2 separate regions of the Mus musculus genome follow, and region 1 is linked to region 2. The links are chromatin contacts, called in public HiChIP or PLAC-seq maps. All regions are on one chromosome and are shown on one strand. The core of a region is the stretch at or near the end of the contact, and the rest is flanking DNA. Distances in the headings are between cores, read along the strand shown. Region 1 overlaps Rad50 (RAD50 double strand break repair protein). Region 2 holds the start of Septin8 (septin 8).

Region 1 (7,206 bases), core at 1,500-3,999, 140 kb before region 2:
GAAGGTGAAGCTACGTCAGTGGCTGCTTCTTTAGATGGCCTACTGCAGTCACCTTGGTCATCCCCAGTGGTTACGCACTGTGCTGCTAACTCCCAGAGAGACCCAACTTCAGCTGCCCGGCCAGCCGACCGACCAACTGTAGCAGTCGTCATTTCTGTGACACCCTGAGCCTTTCTGTACGAGGCTCCCTCTGCTCTGACTCTCTACCCTACTTGGTGTGTGTTCTCCATTCACAAGCTTATTTATGTTAGTTACCAACCAGAGGAAAAAAATAACATTTTAAAAGGCCATTTATAAAATTAGGATCCTAGCATATAAAGCTTTGGAAAAGTAATCTTCACATATGATTGGTTCTCGAAACATTCTGTGAAATACTTTTTGTTACCATTTTCCCTTTTTAAGAAAATAATAGCTGGTTTGTCTACACTTTATGAAAGAAGCATAAAGTATCAGGCAGAGATGAGCGTGGGTTAGAAAATGGAGACCTGGTGAAGCAGAGAGGCTTCTCCAGGCTTACTGTTTCAGCAGCCTGCATCTGATACTTAGACGTATTTATGTTGAGTCATTTCTTTCTCTTTGGCTGGTGACCAGAAGATCACGGAATGATTGTACAGAGGCAGCGGCATTACGTTTAGTTTCTTTTTTTGTATATATCAGATAAGAGGCCAGCAAATGGAAGGGAGTCCGCGCACATCCTTTGCATGGTGATAGCTGTGAAACTTGCCTTCCTACCACTGGAGTGACTTTGTTAGTCCTGTCTCCTGAGAGCTGAGGTAGCTAGGGCAGGCATGGTGTTCAGGTTTAACAGGAAGCTTTGGCTTTCACAAGCATTTCTTCTTTCAGTGTCTAGAGACTACTGCTTTAAAAGAGAATTGAAGTAAGGGTAGGCCTGTGGAGGTTAGTGCACACTGGTACTAGCCCTGGTGACTGATGAGAGAGTCAGGCTTCTAAGTCAAGGCCTCCTTTTGAGCCACAGATGCCTTCGGGTTGGTAAAATTCACAGATCTAAAAAATAAAAGGTAGAAGGGGCTGGCTTTTGATGAACCTTAGCAATTCTAGAAAAACTGGCCACGGTGCATGGTGGCACACACCTTTAGTCCCAACACTCATGAATCAGAATCAGGTGGATCTCTGAGTTCAAGGCCAGCTTGATCTAGAGGACAGCCTGTAGAGACCCTTGTCTCAAAGAGAAATAAAAATTCTAGAATGGCCAGACAGCAGTTCCAGAGACTTTACTTTGTTCTGCGACAAGAACCTCTGGCTAGCTACACCCTCAGCCTTAGCACATAGGTCTGCCCGCAACAGGCCTCTTGCCAGTTCTGGAGAGGCTGCCCCCCAATCCCTCTCCATTGTGATCTTAGGGCCTAGGAAAGAAGTCTGTTAAAGATTTATTTTCTAAAAGGTTCTGGGGATTTGTTTTTAGACAGGGTTTCACTGTATAGCTTTAGGGAATTTACTGTGTAGACCAGGCTGGCCTCTGCCTCCTGAGTGCAGGATTAAAGGTGTGTATGTGTGTGTACCACCACACTCAACCCTTGCAGCTTCTGAGTACTTTAAGAAGTCCTTGGATGCCAGAGGAAAAGACGGAGATGCGTGACAACTTGGGGCCTGGCAGTTCTCAATACCAGGGAAATGGCACTGCTTGGTCCTGTTTAACTTTTTTCTAGACCTTTCCATAGTCTACTTTTCTAATTAAAAGTACTAGGGGTCTGGAGAGATGGTTTTGCGGTTAAGAGCACCAACTGCTCTTCCAAAGGTCCTGAGTTCAAATCCCAGCAAACACATGGTGGCTCACAACCATCCTAACAAGATCTGACGCCCTCTTCTGGAGTGTGTGAAGACAGCTACAGTGTACTTACATATAATAAATAAATAAATCTTTAAAAAAAAAAGTACTAGGGCAGTGATATTATTATCATTATTAGTATACATATTCATATATAATTTAGCATATACTACTACATAGTTATGTCTTTCATATAAATAGTACATATTGTATTAAGTAAAACTGACTTCCTTTTTCCAGAGCAATTATGAAATTTCACAGTATGAAAATGGAAGAAATCAACAAAATTATTCGTGATCTTTGGCGGAGTACCTATCGTGGGCAAGGTAACTAACATGGTGTGTCTCAAATGCTTGTTCCAAAGCTCTGCCCACAGCCTCTCCTGTATGACCTTAGTTGCCAGCTTTGCCTTCTCAAACCCCTTCCTGAGCAAGTCTTTGAGAGTTTTCTAAGAATTCTTATCTTTGCAACATCTTACAACAAAATGAAAATGCAGTTTCTCTTCCAAAGCCCTGTACGACTCATATTGGCTGCAGCAGACACATTTAGCTGATGACATAATGGGTTCTGTGAAAGCGCAGATAGGGATAGGCCCAAGTGTGATAAGAAAAGTACCCAAAGGAAACTCTTAGAAAAGAGCTGGGCCCAGGCGGGGGTGGGCCATCCAGGCTGCATCTGGGCAGACCACATGATCTGAGTCTTCCTGGCCAGAGAGTTTGCAAGGCAGCCAGTGCTCCTAAGGACATCAGACTCACTGTCGTCCCAGGCTTCTATGACGATGTGTTTAAGTGACAAAGGTGTAGTGTAGGTTCTCTAAATTACTCTGCTTACTGTCTCAGATATTGAATACATAGAAATTCGATCTGATGCTGATGAAAATGTATCGGCTTCTGATAAAAGGCGAAATTACAACTACCGAGTGGTGATGCTGAAGGGGGACACAGCCTTGGACATGCGTGGACGATGCAGTGCTGGACAGAAGGCAGGTATCAGCAATCTAGGGAGCCATCTTAGCCTGGAAGATGGCCCTGATGTCACAGAAGTCTTAGAGGACCATTACATGAACGAGAAGCTCCTACAGCTTCCTGGCCACCTTGTGAGACAGACATGGCTACCATCAGTGCACCATCCTGGTGCCAGCCAACATGCCCTGTAGCCCTCTGAAGATCACTTTTAAGAAAAAAGGGTCAAGGGACTGGAGAGATGGCTCAGTGGTTAAGACCACTGGTTGTCCTTTCTTAGAGGTCCTAAGTTCAATTCCTAGCAACCACATGGTGGTTCACAACCTTCTACAATGGACTCTGATCCCCTCTTCTGTCATGCAGTCATACAGGAAGACGAACACTCATACATAAATATATTTAAAAGGAAAAGAGTCAAAGTTACTCAAACCCATTTTCACTTCACAGCATTCCTCAAAGTAAAGTCACTGTTTCATGGGCCCCAAAGATGCATTCTGGTATAACAATGGGCAGGAACATCTCAGAACCTCAGAAGTAATAGTAATTATACTGCCAATCATAAATAACACTAGTAGGGGGAAGGACGTGCCTAAGTTGGTAGAGTGCTTGACCAGCATGATCAGGCTTTGGGTTGACCCCACCACTCTCTAAACTTGGCTATAATCCCAGCACATGGAAGTAGAGACAAGAGAGAAGTTCACAGTTAGCCTGGGCTACAGAGTGAGTGAGCCCAGCCTGGGCTACAGAGGGCCATATTCAGATGAACAAACAACACAGCAAACTAGGAGACATTCTAATCTGTGTCACTGAGAATATAGCCCCTGCATGGGCCTTAAGCTCCATTTCCCCAGCACAGCTTTGGGCTGGGCCTCAGACCATTGAATAGAGAGATCTGCTGTCAGAGCTTTGGTATCATAGGGACTTTCTGCCCCTTACCACTTAAATAAGACACAGTGGCACTACATGAAGCTCCTGGAGGAGGGGTAGTATGTAGGTTTGGAGTACAGGGGAAGTCAGGATGAGAAATGATGTCTCAATAAGGCTAAAGCATGAGACCTGCATCCCAGGAGCACAGGAAGGTCATGAATGTTTGATTTCTGCTAACCATACACAGAGTGCGGATTCTGAGCTGTCATATTAAAGCAGATTTTCATAAAACTTCACAGGCTTAGGGAAGGATGTCACATTACTGGCATAATTATCCCCGTTACTGCCAACCCAGGCAGCTCACACCGATTTCAGGCAAATGAAGGTTACTGTCAAGACCATAGTCTGAAGAAATGACTGACTTGTAATCTATAAACAGGATCCCTGCCTGCTTTGTTTGCTGATGTCTAATGTTGACTATAAATGAGTTTGAAACATGGTTTGTGAACAAAAGTCAGTTTTCCTAGAGCTGCTCTTAAATTGAGAAAACTGGCAGTGCTTGCCTCCTGGTGTAAGGAGAGGTGTCGGATGGATGGTATAGAGGCTGTGGGCCAAGCTGCAGCGTCATGTGAGTGAGTAGTGGTAAACGGGCAGGAGTAGGGGTCAGAAGCAGGAAGGAAGTGTCTGCCCCTCCAAGGGACAGTAAGCTCCTGCACTCTGCTGACCTGCTCGGGGAGTCAGAGGGAAAGTGTGTACTGCCCTGCATTCAGCAGCCCAGAAATTCAGCAGGCAGTGAGGTTAGAGCTCACACAAGAGCACTATGCACTGCCCAGACAGTCTGGGTCCCTTTGCTGTGTCCCTCCAACCCTGAGAGGGCTGGGGCTGAATCTGAGGGTTTAATGTCTCATTTTTAATAACCATGAATGTATTTAGTAGGCTCCCTACAGATAGATGCAAATAGAGCCATATTCTAGTAACTCCAACATAGAATTTGTTCTCCCTCATTGACACAATTACACAAGCAGACACGGTGTGATTTAGAACACACTACCTGGCTTCTCTTTTGGACCAGAGAATTATGGAGATTTAAAGATATCTCTCTAGAAGTTAAAGTGCCTGTGAGGTTAGGAAGATGTAGTGTCCTTGGATTTTCCAGTCAGTTTCATGGCTGAGGGCTGTAAGGCCTGGTGTGGTTTCATACACCTTTAGTCCCAATGCTCAGAGGGCAGAGGCAGGCAGATCTCTGGGTTTGCTGCCAGTCTGGTCTGTGTAGTGAAGTACAGGTGAATCTTAAGACTGCTATTAATATTATCAAGTGCTTATAAATTGTATGCATCTACCGTTAGCCTGTGATGCCAGTTTTTAGTAAATCTGGAATGCTTCCAGGCTGTTTCTCGGTATTTTATTTCAGCACAAATGATAAGCAGAGAAATGTGGTTAATGGTCCACCTTCCAGAAAAGCTTGTATCTCCATTGAACTGTCCTTGACTTCAGCCACCTGTGACATTTCCCACCTCTTACTACATAGCCTGGGATGGCCTAAAACTCAGAGATCTCCCTGCCTTTGCCTTCTGAGTGCTGGGGTTAAAGGTGTGCACTACCACACTCGGTTCATCCACCATGCCCTTCTGTTCTCACATGTGTTATGCAACTTTTCTCCAGGTGCTAGCGTCTCTCATCATCCGACTGGCCCTGGCGGAAACCTTCTGTCTGAACTGTGGCATCCTTGCCTTGGATGAGCCGACAACAAATCTCGACCGAGAAAACATTGAGTCTCTTGCACATGCTTTGGTTGAGTAAGTATTTGAAGTTTAGGGGCAGGTTGTAATATTTTTTTTAAAATACAGAGCCAGGTGTGGTGACACATATCTTTGATCCCAGCACTTAGAGGCAAAGGCAGGCTGGTTACTGAGTTCAGGGCCAGCCTTGACCACATAGTGAATTCTAGGCCAGGCTCAAAAACAAACAAACACAAAAACTCCAAACCAAAAAGAATTCAGTTGAGGCCAGGCTCTGCACTTTGCTTTTCAATAGTAGTTCTCCAGATTCTCTTGAAAAAGAACTCGTGCCCGACAGTGGTGGCGCACACCTTTGATCCCAGCACTTGGGAGAGGAGGCAGGTGGATTTCTGAGTTGGAGGACAGCCTGGTCTACAGAGTGAGTTCCAGGACAGCCAAGGGTACACAGAGAAAAACGCTATCTTGAAAAACAAAACAAAACAGAACTCATGAGGCTGGAGGGGTGGCCAGTGGTTAAGAACACTGGCTGCTCTTCCAGAGGACTTGTGTTCAACACACACATGGCAGCTCACAACTCCAGCTCAGAGGATCTGACATCCTCACACAGATACATATGCAGTTAGAACACCAGTGCTTATCAAATAGAAGGAGCTGGAGTATTGAGACACAGCCATATCTTGCCTCTCCCCAAGTGTGCATAGGGCAAGTGAGGGCGAGGCGTTCTGGGCTGTCTGTATTTCCTGTGAATCCTTCATGTCAAGCACAGGGGTGCCTTTGCCCTGGGCCAGATACTTAGAGCTGATATGGAAAAAGAGTACTGGTGATTAGACGGTGCCCAGGCTAAATTGTAGTCATGTGACCCCATTCACTTATGTCAGCAAGCCCCCGGGGAGGGCAACTTGTATTTTTGTGCACCCCTGGCTCCAGGACGATGATGACACTTGTGCCCTCCAGCCAGGTCTTGATTGTCCTGGGGACCAGCAAGAGGGTTGTGGTATTGAAACATGAAGTGCATCTAGTCCCGGGCAAGTGATAAACAAGTTTGAGTTAAAACCCTTGTTGCATCTCACTCATAGCCGATACCTCAGCATGCTGAGGATGAGCAAAAATGTCCCCATACACCCACTCAGGCCCTGTGTGTCACTGCACTGAGGCATCTAGTGACTGGGGGAGGAAGAATTCTAGGTAGACCCAGCTCCTCAGAAGGTAGTGTTATTCCCCTCACTGCCTGTTGTCTGCCCGAACTACCTTGAGACTTTGAAAGAAGTCTGGGAGTCTGGGCAGAGGAGCGAGCTGGGCTCTGGTTGATGTTTTAAGTTTTCCTAGAAGACTTTCTGCTGCATCAGTAGCAGCTTAGGATCTTAGGAAACTAGTCCAAATTCTTCACCTAGTTCTTAGCCAGATGGGTGGGGAATGAGCTACACATCCCAGTGTGTGGGAGGAGATAGGACTCTTACCTGCCTAGGTTGAAGGCCTCAGCTCTCCTCTGTTTGCAGGGCAGGCAAAGGCCCTGTCACACAAGGCCCAGGAAAAGCCTGGATGCCACACAGCTGTTCTTGTATCTGACAGGATTTCCAATGGCTTTTCCTAATCTATGTCCATTAATAAAAAAGCATTCTCAATGTCTTGTTTCAGGATCATAAAAAGTCGCTCACAGCAGCGCAACTTCCAACTTCTGGTAATCACTCACGATGAAGATTTTGTGGAGCTCTTAGGGCGATCTGAGTATGTGGAGAAATTCTACAGGGTGAAGAAGAACATGGACCAGTGCTCAGAGATTGTCAAGTGCAGCATCAGCTCCCTGGGTTCTTATGTTCACTAACTTGTCTTGGGAAGGATATGGATTGTGTGA
Region 2 (7,619 bases), core at 571-3,070:
ATACGCTTTTCTCTTACTCTGTAGATGAGAACACGGAGGGTTAAACAGCTTGCAAGAGGTCCCATGACCAACAAGTGGTATCTCTAGGAATCCTCTCGGGCCACTGATGCTGGCTGCTTTACACATACTCTCATCCGGCAAGATCAACTGCTAGACAAACCTCTGACCTCAATACAGAACAGACACACCTTCTGGTCGGCTAAGCACAGAAAACACAGCGTCAGACAGGCACACACACACACACACACACACACACACACACACACACCCCTTTTGGTCTCCATCCACTAGGCAGGTTTATAAGGACTCAGCTGTTTTCCTGCAGTACATAAATTCCATTTTACGTACTGCATTTCACGCCGCGGGAGTGAAGTGGACCTTGGTTTGGCCCAGCCTCTGCATCTGTTACCCATGAAGTCAAACTTACTTAACAGACACACAGCCCCCTCCCCAAGGGGCACAGAACACACCAGTCTACACATTATGAAAGCTCCTGCTTTGTTATGCATATTCGCAAAGACCAACAAATGTATTTTCAGATTAAAGAAGAAATTTGCATATATAAATTCAGATGACAGTATTTATAGCAAAATTACATAAGTCCTGGCTCCCTTATTTAGCCCCAGAACCAATTCGTTATCGGTCACACATTCAGAATTCTCCCTCCCTCCAACAGCCCTGGGCCCTCCTCCACCTCCTCCCTCTCTTCCCCTCCTCCCCTTCCAGTCGACCAGGGCCTCACATGCTGGCAAGAGGACACAGCTTCCTTCACCGTCACAGCCTAGCCTCCCAGACACACCCAAATCCAGCCTTAGACACCAAGAGTGCAGACAACCCCCAAAAGGCCTCCCTCCGCATGCTATAGCCTGGCTCAAGTCCACAGACACCCCCCTTAGGACCACCAAGGGGCGTCAGCCTAGAGAGAGGCAGGTCCAGACTGGGGCCCAAACAAACACTCAATGGTTTGGATCTGGAATCACTTCAGCTCCTGGGAATGGCTGCCGCAGAGCCAGAGCCAACCACTGAGGCCCTGGACCTGTCTGGAGTCGCACCCAGGATCCAGGTTCCCGGGAGGGCAGTGGAGGAGATGAGCAGCGAGCCTGGGTTCTTCCAACCCAAAGTCTGCAACTCCCCTGAGCTCTTTCTGGAATGTGTGTGTGTGCTGGGGGGTAGAAAAATCCCTGGATCCCTGGGGCTCCATCCTCACTCTTTGCACCCAGATAACAGCACCTGCGCGGCAAAGGCAAGTACCCAGAGGTGCAGGAACACCCTGGGAGAGAAGAGTCGGGGGCGTCCGGGATCCTCCCCTCTGGACACGAGTCTTGTCTTCACACCTGCCCCGATCAGCCCAGATCTTGGCTTCTTCCCGCGAAAGAGCTCACATCGCGCGAAGCCCAACACTCTGAGACACCCTCCCGGGGTTAGCTCCCGGGTCCCGGGGTTCGAGGCCCCGCCGCGCGGTGCTGACAGCCCGCCTCGCGCCCCCTCCCGTGCCCCTGCGCGCCACAGGCCTCACCGAGACGCGTTCCAAGTCGGTGGCCGCCATGGCGAGCTGCGCACCGGGCGGGCGGGTTGCGGGGAACGCCGGGGCCGCGGCGGGGATGAGCCGGCTGCGGGACGCGCTCCGCCCGGGCGGCTGCGGCTGAATGGATCCAATATGGCCACTTCCTGGAAACTCCCCTTGGCGGCGGCGGCGGCGGGAGAAGCCGCGGAGCCGGCCCCGCCCCCGCCCGCGGGACCGGCCTCCCTACCCGGCTCGGCCCCAGCACAGCGCACTCCCCGCGGCTGGGACCGACGGGGGTCTCCGCGGCTTGGCAGGAGGTACTAGCTGCGGGTGCTGCTGGGACTTGTAGTCTGTGAGGTGGGGGGCCCGGACTGCCACGTCTGGGGGACCCGGGCCTCTCCGAGGCCTGCTGAGTGTCCCTTGGAAGCCAGATTAGTGCATAGCACAGAGGGGTGCTACGTGTGCCCTGGGAGTTCTGCCTCCAAGCTGACTGTCTCTACAGGAACCTGCAAACGCACTGGGACCACCGATCGGATGGTTCATGCGCTGCAGGTCCGAGAGAGATCCCTCAGCCTCTTCTGCCTGTGCCATAGGTCCCACCTGATGCTCTAAGCTGGAGCTAGGGCGGGAGCCCTGGGCTGGACCGGTGCATCCTGCCAGGCAGCCTTTGGCTCCTTGCGCAATGATGAACCGGAGAAAGATGCAGTTTGGGAAGCGGACTCGACATCTATGCGCAGCATACTGCTAGTGATCCTCACCCTGCTTGTCCCACGAGTTTGGAGTTATGGCATTATGCAGAGAGGAACTTGGTTCTCACAGTACGCACATCTTCGCCAACCATACCACTCAAAAAAAAACCTACACAAACGTCTCAAGAGGCTCCGTAAACTTTTTCAGTGACTACAAGATCTAGCTCGCCCCGTCTTCTTTTCCCTGCCTTTCCCTAAGGTCTCCCTGATAGTAAGGCAAACTTTGCCTCTGTCCCTCCACTACCCACGAATGTGCATCCCACCCCCAATATCTTCTTGAGAAACAACCCTGTCCTCCCCTCAGTGGAAACGTATGCCTGCTGGAGGTATCTGGAGACCACATCTGGACTTGGCACACCCCGTGCTGTGGAACACTTCCTGTCCCCTCCATAGAGTCAGTCTCTCTCTCTCTCTCTCTCTCTCTCTCTCTCTCTCTCTCTCTCTCTGAAGAGAGAAGAAGCTTTTCCCTTCTTTCTTTACAAACCATGTCTTGTCTCCAAGGTACCCAGCTGAAGTATCTTGGAGTTCTTAACAGTGTTTTTATTTTGTTGGATGCTCCACCGTGCTGTTGTTCCTTGTACGTTCTCTGACAAGAAATGTGGCCCCGTGCAGCTCAGTTTGGTAGAGTGCTTGCTCGCTAGCGTGCAGGAAGCCCTGAGTTCTGTCCCCAGCACTGCATAAGCCAGATGTGAGGGGCACATTTATAATCCTAGTATTTGGAAGTTAGAGGCAGGACAGTTCAGAGTTCTAGTCATCCTCCATTATAAAACAAAATGGAGGCCAGTCTGGTGACCCCCCCCCAAAGAAAGAAACAAGACACCCCCCAAACAAACAAGCAAACAAACACCTGGGGTCACAGCACAGTGGTTAGAGTGGGGAGGTGGATTAGTGATGAACTTTCCTGTTTGAATCACATCCCACACCCAGCTTCTTAACCTTACTATGAAAGCTACTCTTCTGATGGCGTGTATCCATGAGCCAGCAAGGTGGCTCAGCGGGTAAAGTTGCTTGCCACCCAATCTGATGGCCTGAGTTCAATCCCTGGGATCTACACAATGGAGAGAACTGGGTCCCTCAAGTCTCTGAAAATGAAGAAAAACAAGCAAGGGGCTTTAAATTGTGATTGGAACCCATTGTTTGCTAGTGTCTCCTCTAGCCCTAATGTCTGACCCCGGGAGTGCATGGGAGAGCATGCGGAGTGCATGGGGAGAGCATGCGGGGTTGAGGATTCCATCATCTGAAACAGTTGCTGCAAGGAAACATGCAAGTTTCTCCTCGCTGCCTTTTTCTTTCTCACTCCTCCTTGGCCTTAGACTACCTTCTAAATGGCCTTTCATTTCCACTCGAGTGTTATTTCAAAACATCCACTTAGTTTGGTGTGGTGGCACTCACCTTTAATCCCAACCAGACAGATCCTGTCTCAAATAAAAAAGAGGAAGGATGGAGAGACGGCTCAGCAGTCTTTTAGAAGACCCATAGTTTCCAACATCCAAATCGTGGGGCAGCTTACAACAGCATGTCACTCCAGATGCAGGGGTGTCTGATGCCTCTGGCCTCCTTGGGCACACACACACACACACACACACACACACACACACACACACACCAGGGAGACTGGTGACTTCCCTCTCTTGAGAAGTGTCCACTCTCCTAGGAAAACTTTCTCCTCATCTCCAAGCCTCTGATTTTCATATTATGTGAGTTACTCTGTCCACGCAGCTGTGGGTTTGCACTTCTGAAGGAGTAAGGATAGTCTGTGGGGGCTGCAAGGTGAGTAGACTGATCTTTTCACATGTAGGATTTTCTGCAGCAGTATTCCATGTGGTCCTTATACACACCCAGGGGTACAGCTAGGGTAGGCTGAGTCCCAAAGTCACATGATCAAAGGCGAAGAAGTCCCGGAGGAAGTCCTCAGAGCCTCAGAGCTTTTGGTTGCCTGATGAACATTGTCTCAGAGAAAGCAAACTATATACCACTCTCTACCCCACCCTGCCCTGACCCCAATCCCTCCCCACCTCATATGCAAAGCCAGTAGGAATCTAAACAAGGCAGCCCTCACTGCAGGAAACAGGGCCTTCCTGGCCTCTTGCTTCTCTTGTGTCTGTTGATAGTTTGTCATTTCTTTTGTTGCACAGAGGTTCCAGTTTTTCATGGTTCTCCTGTTATTGTTGTTATGACTTTCATTTTTCTTCTTTAATAAAAAGCCTGGAATGTATCTCTGGAGGGGGTTGCCTGGCTCACAGGAACAAGGCCCCTGGGCTTGCTCCCTGGCACTGGTGGGGAGGGCTTGTAAAAGAAGTTCTTGATCTTTATCTCAAGTTCATAAAATGATCAAAGGGTGGGAGGCCGGGGTGTGGCTGAGTGGTAGGCCACTTGAGTGACAGGAGCACCGCCCTGTGTTCTATCCCCAGCACCAGGGACGACCAGCTGCACTCTAGTTACTGCTGAGCCCCGGACCTCGAGGTGTAGGTTTACTAACTCTGTTTTTTAAATTTCTGTTTGTATTTTATTTTCTTTCATTGTTTTAATTAAATATTTGGTGAGGTGGGCTGAGCCTAGGTCTCACCATGTTGTCCTGGCTTTTGTAGAATAAACTAGACTTAAAGTTGGTTGTGATCCTCCTGCCTCTGTCTTTTGCTTTTTTCTTTTTCTTTTTCTTTTAAAACTATTTATTTATTTATTTATTTATTTATATAATGTATATGAATACACTGTCACTGTCAGTGTTGTCAGACACACCAGAAGATCCTATTACAGATGTTTGTGAGCCACCATGTGGTCACTGGGAACTGAACTCAGGACCTCTGGGAAGAGCAGTCAGTGCTCCATCCCCTGCATCTGTTTCTTAAGTGCTTAGATTTCAGGGGCAACCATGGCTGCTGGCTTCAAACCCCACTCCCTGTGTGTGCGAGTGTGTGTTGGAGATGTATATGCACATGCATGTACAGGTACACTCTAGAGATTCGGTCTCTTCTCCACTTTTTGTTTTGTTTTGTCTGTTTTTTGAGACAGGGTTTCTCTGTATAGCCCTGTCTGTCCTGGAACTCACTTTGTAGACCAGGCTGGCCTCGAACTCAGAAATCTGCCTGCCTCTGCCTCCCAAGAGCTGGGATTAAAGGCGTGCACCACCACTGCCCAGCACAAACTACATTTCTGTCTGTGTGTCGGTTACATACCAATCGGAATTAGATCAGTCAGTTCAACGACACGAGAGTTTCTTCCTTTTCCCCTCCCTTCTTTCCTATGTCGTCCAGGATAGCCTAGTGCTTAGCTGACTCTTCCAGACTATTGTTGTTCCAGACTGTTGTTGGCCCCGATGGCTTTGCCCTCGGGGTCCAGTGTGGGGGTGACACTGTGTCTGTGAATCAGGTAGTGAAAAGGAATGGAGAAGGTACAGGGGAAATGAACACACACCCTCAAATGATCCCAGCTGCTGCCACGGGTACTTCTGGTACTTGCATTCCATTAGCCAGAGCTGGGAAATGAGGTCTTGATTCTGCCTGGCATGTGTATAGCTAAAGATTCCATGAAATACTAGAGAAGGGACTGGGAATGCCCAGTCTGCAAAGCACCTGGTGTACAAACATGGAGATCTGAGTTCAGATCCCAGAACCCACGTTAAAAAGTCCAGTGTGGTAGCACACATCTGTAACTCAGTTCCACAGGGGTCATCCTGCTAGACTGTACAAAACCAATACGTACACTCTAAATAATTTACTTAGAACGGTTACGTTTAAATGACCCCAATGTCACCACCCAGAAATGGCCAGCACAAATGTCACTTTACACTATTCTAGAAAGCTCTATGGGACTGTTAACAGATATTTTACAGAAGTGTCCCCTGTGGGCCAGCAAGATGGCTTAGCAGGTAAAGGTGACAGCCCACAAGTCTGATGATTCTTGGAACTCCCGTGGTAGAAGGGGAAATGTAAAAGGGGGAAATGACCCTTGTCCTCTGACCTCCATGCCTCCGTGGTCTGAACAAACACTCACAGACATATAAGAAATAAAATAACCCAAGGTGAAACAGGTAGGGTGGCGCACACATCTAAGCCCAGCACTTGGGAAGCAGAAGCAGATGGATTTCCACGGGTTCAAGGCCAACCAACCTGGTCTACAGCAGTGAGAAGATCTTATCTCAAAAAGTAAACAAATAAATATTTGATCTGTAATACCGAAGCTGCCAAAATGAAGCATTATTATTATTATTATTATTGCTTAATGTTCCTTAACCTTAATAGAAAAGAGAGTTGGAGTAGAGTCTTAAGAAAGAGTTGACCAGGGCAGTGATGGCGCACACCTTTAATCCCAGCACTTGGAGGCAGAGGCAGGCGGACTTCTGAGTTCAAGACCAGCCTGGTCTACAGAGTGAGTTCCAGGACAGCCAGGGTTACACAGAAAAACCCTGTCTCAAAAAACCAAAAAAAAAAAAAAGAGTTGAACCTCAAAGAATATTTCCTGATTGCAGGGGACATTGCTTCCTAAAGACACCTTTGAGGTTACACACAAGGTTGTAACACTGTTCAGAGACTTGTTTACATTTCTATTGTACCTACTATCTTGGTTTCTCCCACCTTCTGGGCTTTGTTAATTGTTACTCATGCAGTGTCTGGACTAGGAACAATCACATTCTATTCTGGAAACAGAATTCCACAAGCAATTACTCGGTATACAGCTTAATTAATTTGATGCTCATCAACTGGCCTTTCACAATATGGTTCCATTTGCAATTAAAGGAAAAAAATCTCAGTTCAGCTCTTAATGGGAGGAATCTACTTAGTTGTTTTTCCAGGAAGGGTTAGGATGCTTAAGAATGTCAGTCTTGTTGGACACAGTGGCACCTGGAAAGCAGAGAGGACCAACTCCCACAAGTTACCCTCTGACCTCCACAGGTGTCCTCCTCCCCACCCCCAACCCTCCCCTTTCTCTCTCTCACACACATACATACAGACATGAAAATTTTCAAAAGTTGTTTTAAAGAATGTCAATTAGCCAGTAGGAGTGGGTACGTCTTTATTCCCAGCACTCAATCGGCAGAGATCTTTGTGAGGTTGAGACTAGCCTGGTCTACATAGTGAGTCCCAGACCAACCAGAGATGCACAGGGTGATCTTGTCTCAGAAAGTAAAAACAAAACGAAACAAACTTGAGTGTCAATTGCCTGTACCCAGGAACCAGGTGCGAGCTGGGTAAAGCCGGCAATATTGCTATTGTGCTCTGCTGGGGACTGAACCAAGGGCCCCACCCACACTAGTCAAGTCCTCTAACTCTGAGCCTCATTCCCATCTCTACCTATAATACTTTTAAAATCCTAAATCCTTTCTTGCAGAATATGACAGGTTTGGCTCTTTTTTCTTCTAGGAAGAT

Evidence for each region. HiChIP or PLAC-seq counts read pairs in DNA pulled down with a chosen protein or histone mark.
Region 1: a contact with region 2 is called in an H3K4me3 HiChIP or PLAC-seq map of the SCID.adh cell line, with 18 read pairs. The contact joins the enhancer-like site here to the promoter of Septin8 in region 2. A contact is called at or near these places in 1 of 39 promoter capture datasets (the HPC-7 cell line), 2 of 484 Hi-C or Micro-C datasets (cortical neurons and nephron progenitors), 4 of 115 datasets of contacts at active chromatin or transcription factors (CD8 T cells, the SCID.adh cell line, embryonic stem cells and 1 more) and 4 of 9 other capture datasets (adipose tissue, embryonic tail, liver and 1 more).

The regions. Positions count from the first base shown.
Region 1 is chr11:53,650,439-53,657,644 of GRCm38.p6, reverse strand. Rad50 (RAD50 double strand break repair protein) reads left to right here. Exons shown (of 25, transcript NM_009012.2): 22 at 2,027-2,112; 23 at 2,626-2,768; 24 at 5,278-5,411; 25 at 6,990-7,206. The coding sequence ends at 7,176. Among named protein-coding and RNA genes, the nearest start is that of Il13, 19 kb to the right of the region's middle. Within about 2 kb of position 2,749, at least 40 of the 459 cell types and tissues checked have an H3K27ac peak or open chromatin away from gene starts, as enhancers often do. A contact at or near this core is called in CD8 T cells, the HPC-7 cell line and the SCID.adh cell line, where this site is marked.
Region 2 is chr11:53,513,937-53,521,555 of GRCm38.p6, reverse strand. Septin8 (septin 8) reads right to left here and starts at 1,820. Exons shown (of 10, transcript NM_001347496.1): 1 at 1,517-1,820. The coding sequence starts at 1,546.